Linked DNA regions of Rattus norvegicus: region 1 is linked to region 2. The links are chromatin contacts, called in public Hi-C maps. All regions are on one chromosome and are shown on one strand. The core of a region is the stretch at or near the end of the contact, and the rest is flanking DNA. Distances in the headings are between cores, read along the strand shown.

The links. A called contact is a pair of places that touch in the nucleus more often than the background predicts.
Region 1: a Hi-C map of Schwann cells shows a contact between it and region 2, with 2.3 times the contacts expected there. The contact joins the enhancer-like site here to the promoter of Ssh2 in region 2. A contact is called at or near these places in 3 of 12 Hi-C or Micro-C datasets (Schwann cells, kidney and psoas muscle).

The regions. Positions count from the first base shown.
Region 1 is chr10:62,784,947-62,791,560 of GRCr8, forward strand. Ssh2 (slingshot protein phosphatase 2) reads left to right here. Exons shown (of 14, transcript NM_001107024.1): 12 at 3,709-3,909. Among named protein-coding and RNA genes, the nearest start is that of Coro6, 23 kb to the right of the region's middle. Within about 2 kb of position 4,550, at least 29 of the 93 cell types and tissues checked have an H3K27ac peak or open chromatin away from gene starts, as enhancers often do. A contact at or near this core is called in Schwann cells, where this site is marked.
Region 2 is chr10:62,691,872-62,698,416 of GRCr8, forward strand. It overlaps Ssh2 (slingshot protein phosphatase 2), which reads left to right and starts at 3,899. Exons shown (of 14, transcript NM_001107024.1): 1 at 3,899-4,168. The coding sequence starts at 4,041.

The DNA.
Region 1 (6,614 bases), core at 3,300-5,799, 94 kb after region 2:
AGGCAGTGAGGTTTTATGATCCTGGATGAAAGATTAATGGTTTTAACAGTTTCCCTTTAAGCAAATAAATAGAATAGAATTGAATTGAATTGAATCGAATTGAATAACCTCATATATGACCTGGCAGTGGTGGCACATGCCTTTAATCCCAGTAATGAGAGGCAGAAGCAGGCAGATCTCTGAGTTCCAGGACAGCCAGGAGACTGTCTCTGTCTCAAACTGAAACTGTCTCCAAAAAAAAAAAAATAATAACCTCATATAGCCTCATTTTCACTAAGCAGAAAATTAAAGAAAATGAAATTATGATGCAGCTAAAAAAAACGGTGGGGGGGAGATATGAAAGAAATTGGGAGGTGCGGTTTGAGACAAAGTCTTGCTATGTAATCCTAAATAGCCTGGAACCCTACATAGACTAGGCTGGCCTTGAACTTACTGGAATCTGCCTGCTTTTGCCTACTGAGTCCTGGGATTAAAGGCATGCACTATCCACCATGCCTGGCTCTAAATTTAATTCTTTAAATGCCACTAGGGATATTTGTAAGTTTCGTAGCAAACATTATTGTGAACAAGTGTTAACACCAGGCTTTTCTGAATACAAGACATTCAAACAGTGAGCTTTGAAAATCTTTCCAGTTATTGACTTTATTGTAGATATTATAAATGGTGAAATTTTTCTCTTGCCTTTCATTGAAGTCATCTTCAAATTAATTGACTCTTAAAGCTCTGAGGACTTCCTTTCCTGATTTTATTCATCCTTGCACTGGAAAGAATCATAAGTGAGCCCCTTGGCCACATCCCTCTTCAGAAGGGACAGCACTCAAACCATCTTCAGTAAATGAGAAACACCTGTTTTTAACTTCCTTCAAAAATTAGTCTACGCTTCCCTTAACAATCTTGATAGATAGGACAGGCATCAAATCTATTGCCTCTCATAAATAATGAGAATAATTGAATGTATTTGTCTCCTTAATTTTGTAAAATATTTCATACCATGGGCTTTCATTACTCTGCAAACTACCAGGAGAGGTTTCAGTCACAGGAGAGGCTTCGACAAATGTAGATGCTAAGCAGATTGAAAAGTGTAGCACAGATGTTTAAAATACTCATCCTTATACTTCTATTGCTCCAGAACCACTTTTGGCACCAAAATCTGTATTATTCAGGGTTACAGAACTTAGAGCACATGCATATACTACTATGTGAATGACTTACAGGCTGCAGTCAAGCTAACCCAACAATGGCTGCACATGAACAAAAAATTCAAGAATCCAGTAGTTGTTCAATTCATGGGGTTGCATACTGCAGCTGGTAGTCAGTATATACTGGAATCCTGAAGAAGTAGGCTCAAATGCCATTGGCTGCCAGGAGAAGGTGGAGCCTAGATTAGAAGTGGGTCTTCCCACCTCAAAGGTAATTAGAAGTGTATCTTCCCACTTCAGATGATTTAGTTAAGCAAAAATCCTTCACAGGTGTTCCTAGCTATTTTGGGGTTTTAGATCATTCCAGATGTAGTCCAGTTGTGAACCAGAATAACCAGCATAAGCACCAAGGTGGCAAATGGAGGCAGTAGCTCATGAGCTTCCCAAGTTCAGGTCAGAGTCTGAGGAGTGCCTCCTTCCATACCTCTTCTGCAGGGCCCCATTCCTAATGTTATAATGCAAACTTAATCTAGACAACTCTATGCGGGAAATAATGGGTGAAATTGAGCGATGGGGTAGGTGGAAACTAACTTGAGATTCTTCTTAAATAAGTTAGAAGCTGAGCACTTTAAAGCCCAACTGAACAATGCCAAAGTGCACACTTTAAATCCCAGCACTCAGGAGGCAGAGGCAGGTGGACCTTTGAGTTCAAGGCCAGGTTGGTCTACATAGCAAGTTCTAGAACAGCCAAGGCTACATGGAGAAACCCTGTCTCACTCAGAGAAGGGGGTGGGGAAGTAATATTTGAAAAATGTGCTTTCACAGGGATGTTTTTCACCTTGATATTTTTAGAACTCATTTGGAAAACAGAACACACATCTAAACTTGTATCTGAATCACTGTGCATTGGCTTCCTAACTGTAGTCCAATAAAAACTCTATGGTAAGGCCAGTGAGATGTCTTGCTGCCAAGGCCAAGTTTAATCCCCAGAACCCACATGGTAGAGGTTGAGAGAATTGACTGCTCCAAGTCATCCTGTGAGCTCCACACAAGTACCACCACACTCATGCCCACCCTCCCACACATACACAGATAACAATACAGTTTTTAAACTTCAGAAAAATTATTCCATTCCATCCTTCATATCTTGTAGGTTCCCTGCTCACCCGTTTGGGCAGGTCACCTCAGGCTCATTCGCACTGATAACTCCTCAGTCAGTCACGACTGCAGAAAAGCAAGGACCGTAAGCTTCTGCCAGAAGGCATATGAACCAGCAGTATAGCCAGTGAGCAAATGAACAGCTTCTCTGCTTTTGCTCACATGTCCATGTTTTGATTTATTGAAACAGTTACTCGAAAGGATTCTAGAGTCTATGAGCAGTAGCTTTAATAGTAACAGTTCTTTTTCTCCAGTTTTTAAAATATTCCCTCTCCAACAGCTGGAAGATGTGATCAGCAGATCCGTAAGTTTATTCATGCATTTAACTGATCCTTGAAGACTTAGTTTGTGCTTTAATACTTCCTTGTTAGAATTGGGACATAACTAAATAACGTTCATATCCAAGATGACCAGCTTTGATGGTTGAGACTGAGGTATTTTGTTTGCTTTGCAGTAGCGTCATTTTCCTTCCCTTGTATTAAAAGCCCACAGGGCCTGGGGCGTAGCTCAGTGATAGAGCATGTCCTTAGAGTACGTGTGGAGCCCTGACTTCACTTAAAGCGTGCAAAAAACAAACAGGCAGCTCTGGTTCATTCCACCTGAACACCGAGACCGACACGTGATACTTCACATGCTTTCCTCCAGTTCCCTGGGTCTGTGATAGTGTGTGAAAACAATCTCTAGAATAGAGAAGAAACATCGACTTCATCTATGCTTTGCTCCAGGGACAGAGTCCTGCCTGGGAACTTAACTAGAAATAACTCTATTAGAACAAATCAGATGAGTCATCGCCACACCTGTAACTCGGGAGAATGCCAGCCAGAAGATGTGCCTGAGGGCTGTGAGGGAATTGGCCTCCACCACACAGGAAATGAGCTCCAAATGCAAAATTCTCTCCACGCTGACATTCAGTGCGATACAACATTGAATTTTAGTTGTGTTTCTCTAACTCAGTCCTACCCTTTAGTATAGAAGCTGTGTGTTACTTAAGTTTGTGTCTAGTACATTAGTTTATATATTGTAAATACTTGACAAATCCTTACTGAGTGGATTAAGAGGCTTAATATTAAAAGCGGAAAAAAAGAGAGTGCAGCAGTGGTGGCACACATCTTTAATCCCAGCACTGGGGAGGCAGAGGCAGGGGAATCGATGAATTCAAGGCCAGCCAGGCTACTAAGACTAACCTTGACTCAAAAAACAGACAGATAAATATTATTTAAAAGTACAGTTAGAGCTGTCTACTTTATCTCATATTTGATCATAGAGGCACATGGATGTGTGAGATGAGAACATTGCATAGCAAAAAAAAAAATTTTTTTTTTAATGGAAGGGTGACACAGGAACCTGAAACCCAGCTCTTACACTATACTATCTTTCAGCATCCTGTCTTTCACCTCACTCTCCCAACTAGGAAACATGGATCTAAATGTCTTGTGCACTGCAAAATGGGGGTGAGTCGCTCAGCCTCCACTGTGATTGCCTATGCGATGAAGGAGTATGGATGGAATCTGGATCGCGCCTATGAGTACGTGAAGGAACGACGAACAGTGACCAAGCCCAACCCCAGCTTCATGAGACAACTAGAAGAATACCAAGGGATCTTGCTGGCCAGGTGAGTCGTGAGTGGCTCTCTCTGCCTCTCATTCCATTACCTTCAGGAGTTAGAAACCACCTTTACTTCTTCTTGCGTCATATGGTAAATGACTTGAGAATGACTCTTGAGCTGTCACATGCTGAAATCCTCTGCCTTGATAGATTTGGTTGTCTCCTGTGAGCAGTTCTAGGCTGTGTTTTAGCGTAACAGCACAGCTGTCTAAAAGCAGTTGCAGCTGGTGCCAGGGTTTGACTCCAGCAAGTCTCATGACTTGATCTTGACTCTGAAATCTGGGCTATGTTTCCACAGAACAAAATGTGAAATAGCCTTCCAGCCTATCCGCACAGAGGGGCCACCCTCCAGCCCCAAAGAATTGTGAAAATGTGACCACAACATAGCATTATGGTTTCCACTAACAACCCCTCCCATTTACTCAGCATTTGGAATGATTTCATCTGAGCCTCTGTCTTGAGAAGCTGGGAAAATACTCAGTCCTCCTCTGTTTCAAAGGAGTTCTAGGTCTTTAGCACCAACTTTCACATTAAGTCAGGACACGAAGGTTCTTTTTGGCACAAGGAAAAGGTACCCAAGCATGTGAGGAGAACATAAATATTACATGTTCCCAGACACACACAGCCCACATAGCGGATGTTAGGCAATGTCCTCATGTGACCTACTGAGAGGAAGGACACTACATGTCCTGCCAACTTCAGTATTTATTCTGGAATCCCAGGCTACTGCAAGTTGTTGGGTTGGTTCCCCTTCCCCAGTATCCCATCCCCCAATGTGTGTTTTTTCTTAGATGTTAAAGGAATTTCAGGAAGAAAAAAATCTTAAAGGAGGATATGAAGGGCAGTGTAAACCAGAGAATCACACTTCCTCTTTCCTTTTCCTTTCCTTTTCTGTTCCGTCCTGACTTCCTGAACCTGATTCATAAAGGGAAGGCAAACTCCAGACAGGAAAAAACACAGAATTTGCATCATTAGATCTGGTCTCTGTTCCTGGTTCACCCGCTTGTTGCAACCTTCAGAAGTTACTTGGTGTTTCTAGTCCCCACCTGCCCCCGTCTGTGAAATTAAACATGAGTATGAAGTCGTGGAGAGGCAGGGCTGTGCCTTCAACTGCAGCACTTGGAAGCATACAGTTCTCTGTAGGTTCAAGACCAGGCTAGTATACATATCAAACTCCAAGGACAGCAAGGGCCACATAGAGAGACCCTGTCTATAGATGATAGATTACAGACAGACAGACAGACAGATAGATACTTTCTGTTTTGTTTTTGGTTTTTCATAAAATAACATGTTTTGGTTTTTTGGTTTTTTTTTTTTGTTTTGTTTTGTTTTTTTTAAGACAGGCTATCACATACCCCAAGCTGGCCTTGAACCTACTTTGTAGCCAAGGCTGGCCTTGAGCACCTATTCCTCTTGCCTCATCTCCCAGTGTTTAAGTTATTTTTATTTTATTTTTTAAACCACTATGTGTTGAGGGTTGTTTATTATCATTTCTCCATAATTACCCAAAAAGTATAAATTCATATATGTTCTTTATTCCTTCTCCATTGACATCAACCTGCCTCTAACCATCACAAACATACTAACTCCCCAGAAAACGACATAGAAAGTATTTCTGGAATCTCTTATGTTGTGATGTCCAGGTTAGGGATATCACTTAGGCCATTTTTAGCTGCCAGGACTGCTCCTAAAGAATGTTCTAGAACCAAATCCAACTAAGCCTCACTGTCCCTTCACTTCACTGGTGTCACCCGTGTGTGGTGTTCTACAGAGGAGGGGGGAACCTCCCTGAAAGGCAGACAGAGACAACTTCTAAAGCTTGGTTGTTCCTTAATTAATATTTTTTTCTGGATCTTGTTTTCATATCATAAGAAACACATGGTGGCTCTCAAAGAGTTAGAATTGTGATCCCAGCATCCTCTAACTATAGTTACCCAGAGCAGCACTGGGCACTTAGCTGATTGTGCCAGATGTCTGTTAGAGAGAACTTCTGAGTAACACATTTCTATGGTAGCATCTGAATTGATTACAGTCTTGTGGGAGCATGAGGGCCCCAGCCACATGTCAGCCCTTGGAAATGCAAAGAACGTGTTACTTCTTTCAAAATGTCACTGGAGCTTAGAAGAGGCTGGCTTGCTCTTCTTCTCGAAGACTATTCATAACTCGCTCTTCCTGCTGCCACGAGTATCCCAGATGTATGCTCTGTCAGGCAGGTTCAAGTTTCAAGCAGACCATTTGCAAACTGAACCATGTGTCTCTGATATTAGGTTCCAGTGTAAAGGGGGCAGGAGGAAAACTAAGTGACAGCTAGGGAGAATTTGTGTGTCATATCCTCAGGTATGTCCACTTTGATTATGAGAGCCAGAGGTGGCAGGGTTTTCTTCTTATCCTGGTTTTCTGGTGGAAAGTAGTCTAGTTAGACATAGCTGTCAGCCAGCAGCACAGAGCCTGAAATGAAAGGACATGGATTTCTGGTCCCATGACAGCCAAGTCTAGTTATGGCTTAGAAGGATTCTTTTAAATAGCTTTCTGGTTAAATAATTGAAAATATCCAGGACCACACACAACTCACAGAAATGCCCACTGCTTTTCCTAGTACCCTAAAAGGTAACCATAGCCAGTCTTAGTTTCCTAGCCTTACATTTCTAGCAATATTTTCTTCTGTATAAATTTAAGCACTGGTGCTGTTACCTAATGGGAAAGCAGAAGGAA
Region 2 (6,545 bases), core at 2,649-5,148:
CCAAACAGTGCTTTTGTCCACATATCTTGAAAAGGATAAACATTAAGTTGTTGCTGTATGTGTGTGCGCACAGAGGCCAGAGACAGCTTACAAGAGTCAGCTCTCTTCTTCTACCACGCGGGACTGCACTCAGGTCTTCAGCCTTGGCAGCGGCTGTCCTTAACTACTAAGCCATTTCACTGGCCCTGGAACTTCCTTTCTTAAGACAGGGTCTCACTGTGTAGCTCTGGCTAGCCTAGAACTTTCCGTAGACCAGGATGGCTTTAAACTCACAGAGATTCTCCTGTCTCAGCCTTCTGAGTGTTGGGTTTAAACATGTATGACACCATGCCCCATCCTGGAACTTCTTATATTAGAGTCATTACCACTTTTTTAATGTTTATGGAAAAAACAACAAAAAATCTCCAATATTTTCTCAGTGAAAAAGTAAGATCAGTATTAAGCCTTTTACCTTAATATGGCAAACACTAAAGCCAAAGAAGAGATCTTTGTGCTAAGTATTTTTTTAAATATAGATACTGTTTTAAATTAATCCTCAAAACAACTTCATAAATTAAGCTAATACTCAACTCAGTTTGTTAATTCCAAAACCAGAGTCTTTAACTGCTGGTCACTATAGTTTTGAACTAGGTGTATGCCTTAAGTGGATTAAGTATATTTCATGTTTCAGAGGAATTCCTTCTTTTTATTTAATTTTTTTTACACTCCAGATTTTATTTCCCTTCTGGTCCACCCTCCACTGTTCTACATCCCATACCTCCTCCCCACACCCCTGTCTTCACAAAGATGTCCCCACACTCCACCCCACCCCACCAGACCTCTAAACTCCCTGTGGCCTCCATCTCCTGAGAGTTAGGTGCATCTTCTCTAACTGAACTCAGACCAGAGTCCTCTGCTGTATATGTGTTGAGGGCCTCATATCAGCTGGTGTGTGCTGCCTGTTTGTTGTCCAGTGTCTGAAAGATTTGGGGGGAGGGGGGGAGGTTCCAGGTTAATTGAGACTGTTGGTCCTTCTACAGGGTAGCCTCCTCCTCAGCTCCTTCCAGCTTTTCTCTATTCACCCACAGGGGTCATGCTTCTGTCCATTGGTTGGGTGCACATATCTACATCTGACTCTTTCAGCTGTTGTTGGGTCTTTCGGGGGGCAGCCATGATAGGTCCCTGTTTGTGAGCACTCTACAGCCTCAGTAATGGAGTCAGGCCTTGGGATCTCCTCCCCTTGACCTGGATCCCACTTGGGCCTGTTGCTGGACCTTCTTTTCCTCAGGCTCCTCACCATTTCCATCCCTGCAGTTCTTTCAAACAGGAACAATTATGGGTCGGAGTTTTGACTGTAGATGGCAACCCCATCCCTCACTTGATTACCTGCCTTTCTGCTGGAGGTGGGCTCTACAAGTTCTGTCTCCTCACTGTAGGGCATTTAATCAGAGTTTTTTAATCTGTTTGTTTGCTTGCTTCTTTAAATTATACTTATTTATTGGCTGCATAGGAGGGTGGTTACACAAGTATGGGCATACCACAGCCCCACAGTGCCAGTGTTGAGGTTAGAGGATAACCTACGGAAGACAGTTCGCTTCTTCCACTATGTGGGTTCCAGAGACTGAATTCAGGTTGTCAGGTTAGCAGCAGGCTCACACCTTTACTTACTGAGCCATCTCATTGGCCCTGCTTGCTAATTTTCAATAAGAGTCTGCCCATGTAGTGAAGGCTAGCCTTGAACTTGTGATCCTGCAGCTTCAGCCTTTCAAGTGTTAGGAGTACAGTGGGCATGCACCACTACACTTGACTCAGAATCTTTAGTTGATATGAGAACAGTCTGTCTAAGATTTTCAACTCTCAAAACAAATTTGGGGATTTGGCTGTCCTGGAATTTGATTTGTAAACCAAGCTGGCCTTGAACTCAGAGATCCACCTGCCTCTGCTTCCCAAGTGCTGGGATTAAAGGCCTGCGCCTTCACCACCTGGCTGAAAAAAATTTTTAAAGATCTTATATAATTTTACAGATGACATTATTAAGGGACTTATCAAAGTCTTAGCTACTATTCAAAGAGAGAATTTAAAAGGACTGGATTAGAGGTATTAACAGTCTTCTTACTTGAATGGCCGACAAAGGTCTTTTAAGGGAAAACCAAAGGGTTGTACTCTTCTGGGGCATCACTGTAGGAACCTTTTTGTTTGGCCTAAGGATACATATTTACAAAATCTGTTCCTATGAAATCTTTATCCCTAGCATTTTTAAATGTAATGAGTGATCGAATCAAGTAATCCACATTTTCTGATGAATTGTTTTCCAGATGACTACTATGTCATCATCTTTCCTAAATGACATCATTTAATAGTGACTTCAATAAAAATTCCCATCTCTTGCTGTGTCATGAAAGGAACTGGGCTCACCTTAATGCTGTTCTAAAGTGCTTTTTTTTTTTTTTTGATCACAGTAGGAGACTGTAATAAATTGCAGCCTGAAAGAAGTTTCAAACTGGCAACTTTGCCAGATATTTTAAGCAATTTATTTTGGGGTGTATCAGCAGATTTTTTTTTTCTTACACTGCCATTTGGGTGCCTGCTGACACAGCTTGAACAAATCTTTAAAACATTTCCTTCCTAGAGATGGATGAAGATGATGAAACTCTAACATCCAGACTTTCCCTTAACTCTTCACTTGCCACATGGGTCTTTTCTATTGCCAGGTCTCTAGGAAACTATAGAAACCACCTTCTGTGTGCTTCACAGTATTCTGAGCCCCTCATTACCTTGGTAATAGCTTAAAGTTTTATGGACAACTAATAAAAACATAATTCTAGTTTTAGGCATAGAATTTTATGTTTAGATTAATTTCATTGTTAGCATATTGAAAATTGTCAAACTTCCCTGTACTTTCATATAAAACAAAGATTTGAGTTTTTCTTGATTCTAATACATTGAAAGTCTTTTCTAGTTGATTAGTAAAATTGTTTTTAAAGCTTTTGAATTCCAATGGAATATATATAATTTAGTCAGTTACTCAGAAATGCTATAAAAAATACTGATTCCTAAAATATTTGCTCTGGTGTGAGACTGCAAGAGGAGAGAAAGCTAGAGGCTGAGGAGCTCGCAGAGTGCTTCTGTGTGCTGGCTCCTTCTGTAAACTAAGGTCTGAGACAGAAAGAGGCTCCTTTTACAGAGCTAGTTCCTGATCAGGTGAAAAGGCACTGCTCAGCCCACTGGAAGGAGCATGGGAAGGGCTTAAACTTTGTAAAGAATCAGAGAATGCCCTTTGGTGGGAAACGCCTTAGAGGAAACAGACGATCCTCCTCGAAAACTACCTACATCTAGATCTGGTTCCAAAGGCATTAAAATTTAATTGGTCCAATGTGTAGTTTGGACATTGGGATATTTTAATCTTCACAAATTGTACATACAACAAGGCTGTTGAACCCTCTATATTCATTTACAAGGGTTAGCAGATTTTGTCCACAGTGTAGCTCCCTCACACACTATAATCTTTCTAGTTCCACCTTGAGGAACCAAGAAAACCATTAATAAATATTTAACTTACTCTTGTGAGGCCTTTAAAAACTTTGAAGACCATTCATAAACTTGGTTCGTTTGCGGCACAGTGCATAGAGCCGGTTAAGAGGCCACAGTGCATAGAGCTGCTTAAGAGAGGGTACTTTTCAGTTTAGCATTCGGAGTGGAGAAATTTTCTCTGTCCATTACTCTCTCTTCACCCAGGCTGCCGTCTGCAGCAACCCCTTTACCCAGTAGGCCCATAAGCTTTGCGGGATCCGCGTGGGAGCTAGGAGCCCCGGGGCGGAGCGTCGCGAAGGCCCACCCTCCGGACGCTCTAGACCGCCCCGCCCAGGCGCCCCGCCCCGGACGCGAGTGGGGGAAGGCTTGCTGGCAGCGCCGGGCTGCCCAGACAGCGGAGTCCCGGGGCTTCGGCGGCTGCCTCGGAACTCCCGGGCGGACCCAGGTCAGCTGCCGGGAACCAGCGTCTCTGGCTCGGGTTTTTCCAACGCCGGTCCAGGATGCGGAGCTGTTCATCGTGAGTCGGCTTCATGACCCTTAGCACTTTGGCCGACGAAAGGAAAGCGCCCCCTGCCAGCACCTGCAGCCTCGGTGGCCCCGACATGATCCCCTACTTCTCTGCCAATGCGGTTATCTCGCAGAACGCCATCAACCAGCTGTGAGTCCGCCTCTGCAAATGCTCAGAAAGTTTGCTTTTCCAAACCGCTTTTCCGGACATTCTGGGGCGCGAACTAGCGAGCGAGGACGAAAGCGCAGCGTGCTTGCTGCGAGGTCTATATGCATCTGGCTTGCATGGCGGGGTGGAGGTGTGCTAGGCGATTCGTGGAGGCAATGAGTGTCCTGGAGCCTGGTGAACAGATGAATCTTTTGGAAGAATATTAGCGAACCTTGGGGGAGTCTAAAAGTTAACCTCTTAGACATCTATGGTGACCGAGTGACAGCCGAACTTTGTAGCAAGCAAGACTAGGGAGAATGGTTGGTAGAATCAGAATAGCTCCAGAAACTCAAGGGTCCCGTGGATCCTGCTGGCAGCCAATTTACTGTGGTAGTGGATCTTATTTAAGTTTGCATATGACTATAAATTTCTGTTATGGTTCACACAAAGAAATTCATGCTACTATAGTTCGAGGTTATTTCAGAAAAGTAGATTTCAGTAGTTTTCTTTTATGATCTCCTGACTACTAAATACAACACAAGCCTTCCTGTACTCTTAATCACTCAAGTGCAGGATTCACACGCATCTTTAAATCGTCATTGTTTTTGAAGTCAGGCTGTTACTCCTTTCCGTTGTGGTTTGCCTGCTTGTGAGAGCTGTGTGCTTGAAGCTTGTGGTTAATCTCACCTCACAGTTATAAAGTCGAAAGTAGAAGAACTCCACCAATTCAAACTCCATCTTTAATCCAGAGGAGAGCTTTAAAGGTTACTTAAGATAGTAGCAGTTTTAGTCGATGTGTTTGAGTTCCTTCTGAATTGCCGTCAGAGGAATCACCTGCTGAGATTTCCTTAGGCCAGCCCCAAACAGGGTTGCTACTGTCCCTCTCCATTTAATGTCCATCAAAAACTTTTCATTATCTATTATTAAAAACAGAGGATATCATATGAAGTGATTTGTAGATACAGTCATAACTAATTTACTAATTTAGTTATTGATAAACTGTCCTGTCCTCCCAGTTGAACTAAATTGATCTGAGGTTCATATCTTTCCTTTATGTTGATTCATGGTGGGGCTCATGAGAAAGATAACAAAAGTGGGAAAAGGACTTTACTGCCCAGTACGCTAAAGTCTGCACACTAGACTACTTAACTGTAAAGAGGTAAGAGGGGATGGACTGAAAGAGGAGGAAAGGAGTGAATAATCTGTAATTTAATAACCAAACTCAAATGAATAGTTTCATCAGTTCTTAAGGAAGGGGGACAGTGTAAGATCCATGGACAGTAAATGGATGAGCAAAATGTCCTGCAAACATACACTGCAACATAATTCTACTTTTTAAAAGGATATCCTGGAGTTGGAGCGATGGCTCAACAGTGAGCAGTGAGTAGAATGTCTTTGGGGGAAGACAAGTTCCCCACACTCACTTTAGGTTGCTCACGACCACCTGTAACTTGAGCTTCAGGAGATCCAAGACCTCTAGTATCTGCACATACCTGCACAAAGTCAGGTAATTTTAAATAATAAATAAAAATATTAAAAATATTAAATATACCGTCTTTTAAAAAAGGAATTTTGACATTTGCTAGAATATGGTGAACTTTGAAGACATTGTGCTAAATGAAGTAAGCCACAAAGAACAAATACTCTGTTGTCCTGTTTGTACTGCCCCAGCTCAGAACTTAAACGTTATTAAACTTGAGAGAAGAGTATTTTTAATACTAGTGGGATCAAAAGATATCGATACCTTTTCCTACTAATTAATGTCCTTGGGCAAATCATTTGACTTTGTTTACTTCCATTGTGAAATGGAAATTCAATACAACACATGTCTCTCCCTTTCTCCCCATCCCTCGTCTCAATGGTAGATCCTCAGCAGCTCGGAGGAGATCATATAGTTAGCTAACATTTTACAAACCTACAAATCCCTGCAACAAAAATGAGTTAACTGAATTTAACAGCAGCTAACAGCTGCCATGTGTGGACCACTCGTCAATGTTTAATACTCACTTAGTATCACAGGAGCCCTGTGAACTACTTTGTTGTGTTTACAATAATGAGAATGAAGCTCAGAGCCATACTAATCAGTGACAGAACACCCACTAGTGAGGCAAACTTTAGGACTTATTTATTTTGAGACAGGGTCTCATTATGTAGCCTTGTCTGTCCTGGAACTGCTGTTAGACCAGGCTGTCTTTGAACTGAGATTCTCCTGCCTCTCCCTCCTGAGTGCTGGGGTTAAAGGGGTGTGTCACCATGCCTGGCCCTAAGTTTTAGGATCTTTCTCCCTGTCCCTTGCCTCTCATCTCTCTGACTCTTTCTTGCAATGCTGGAGATTAAACACATGCTAGGTAAGCACTCTGCCACTGAGTTATAGCACACG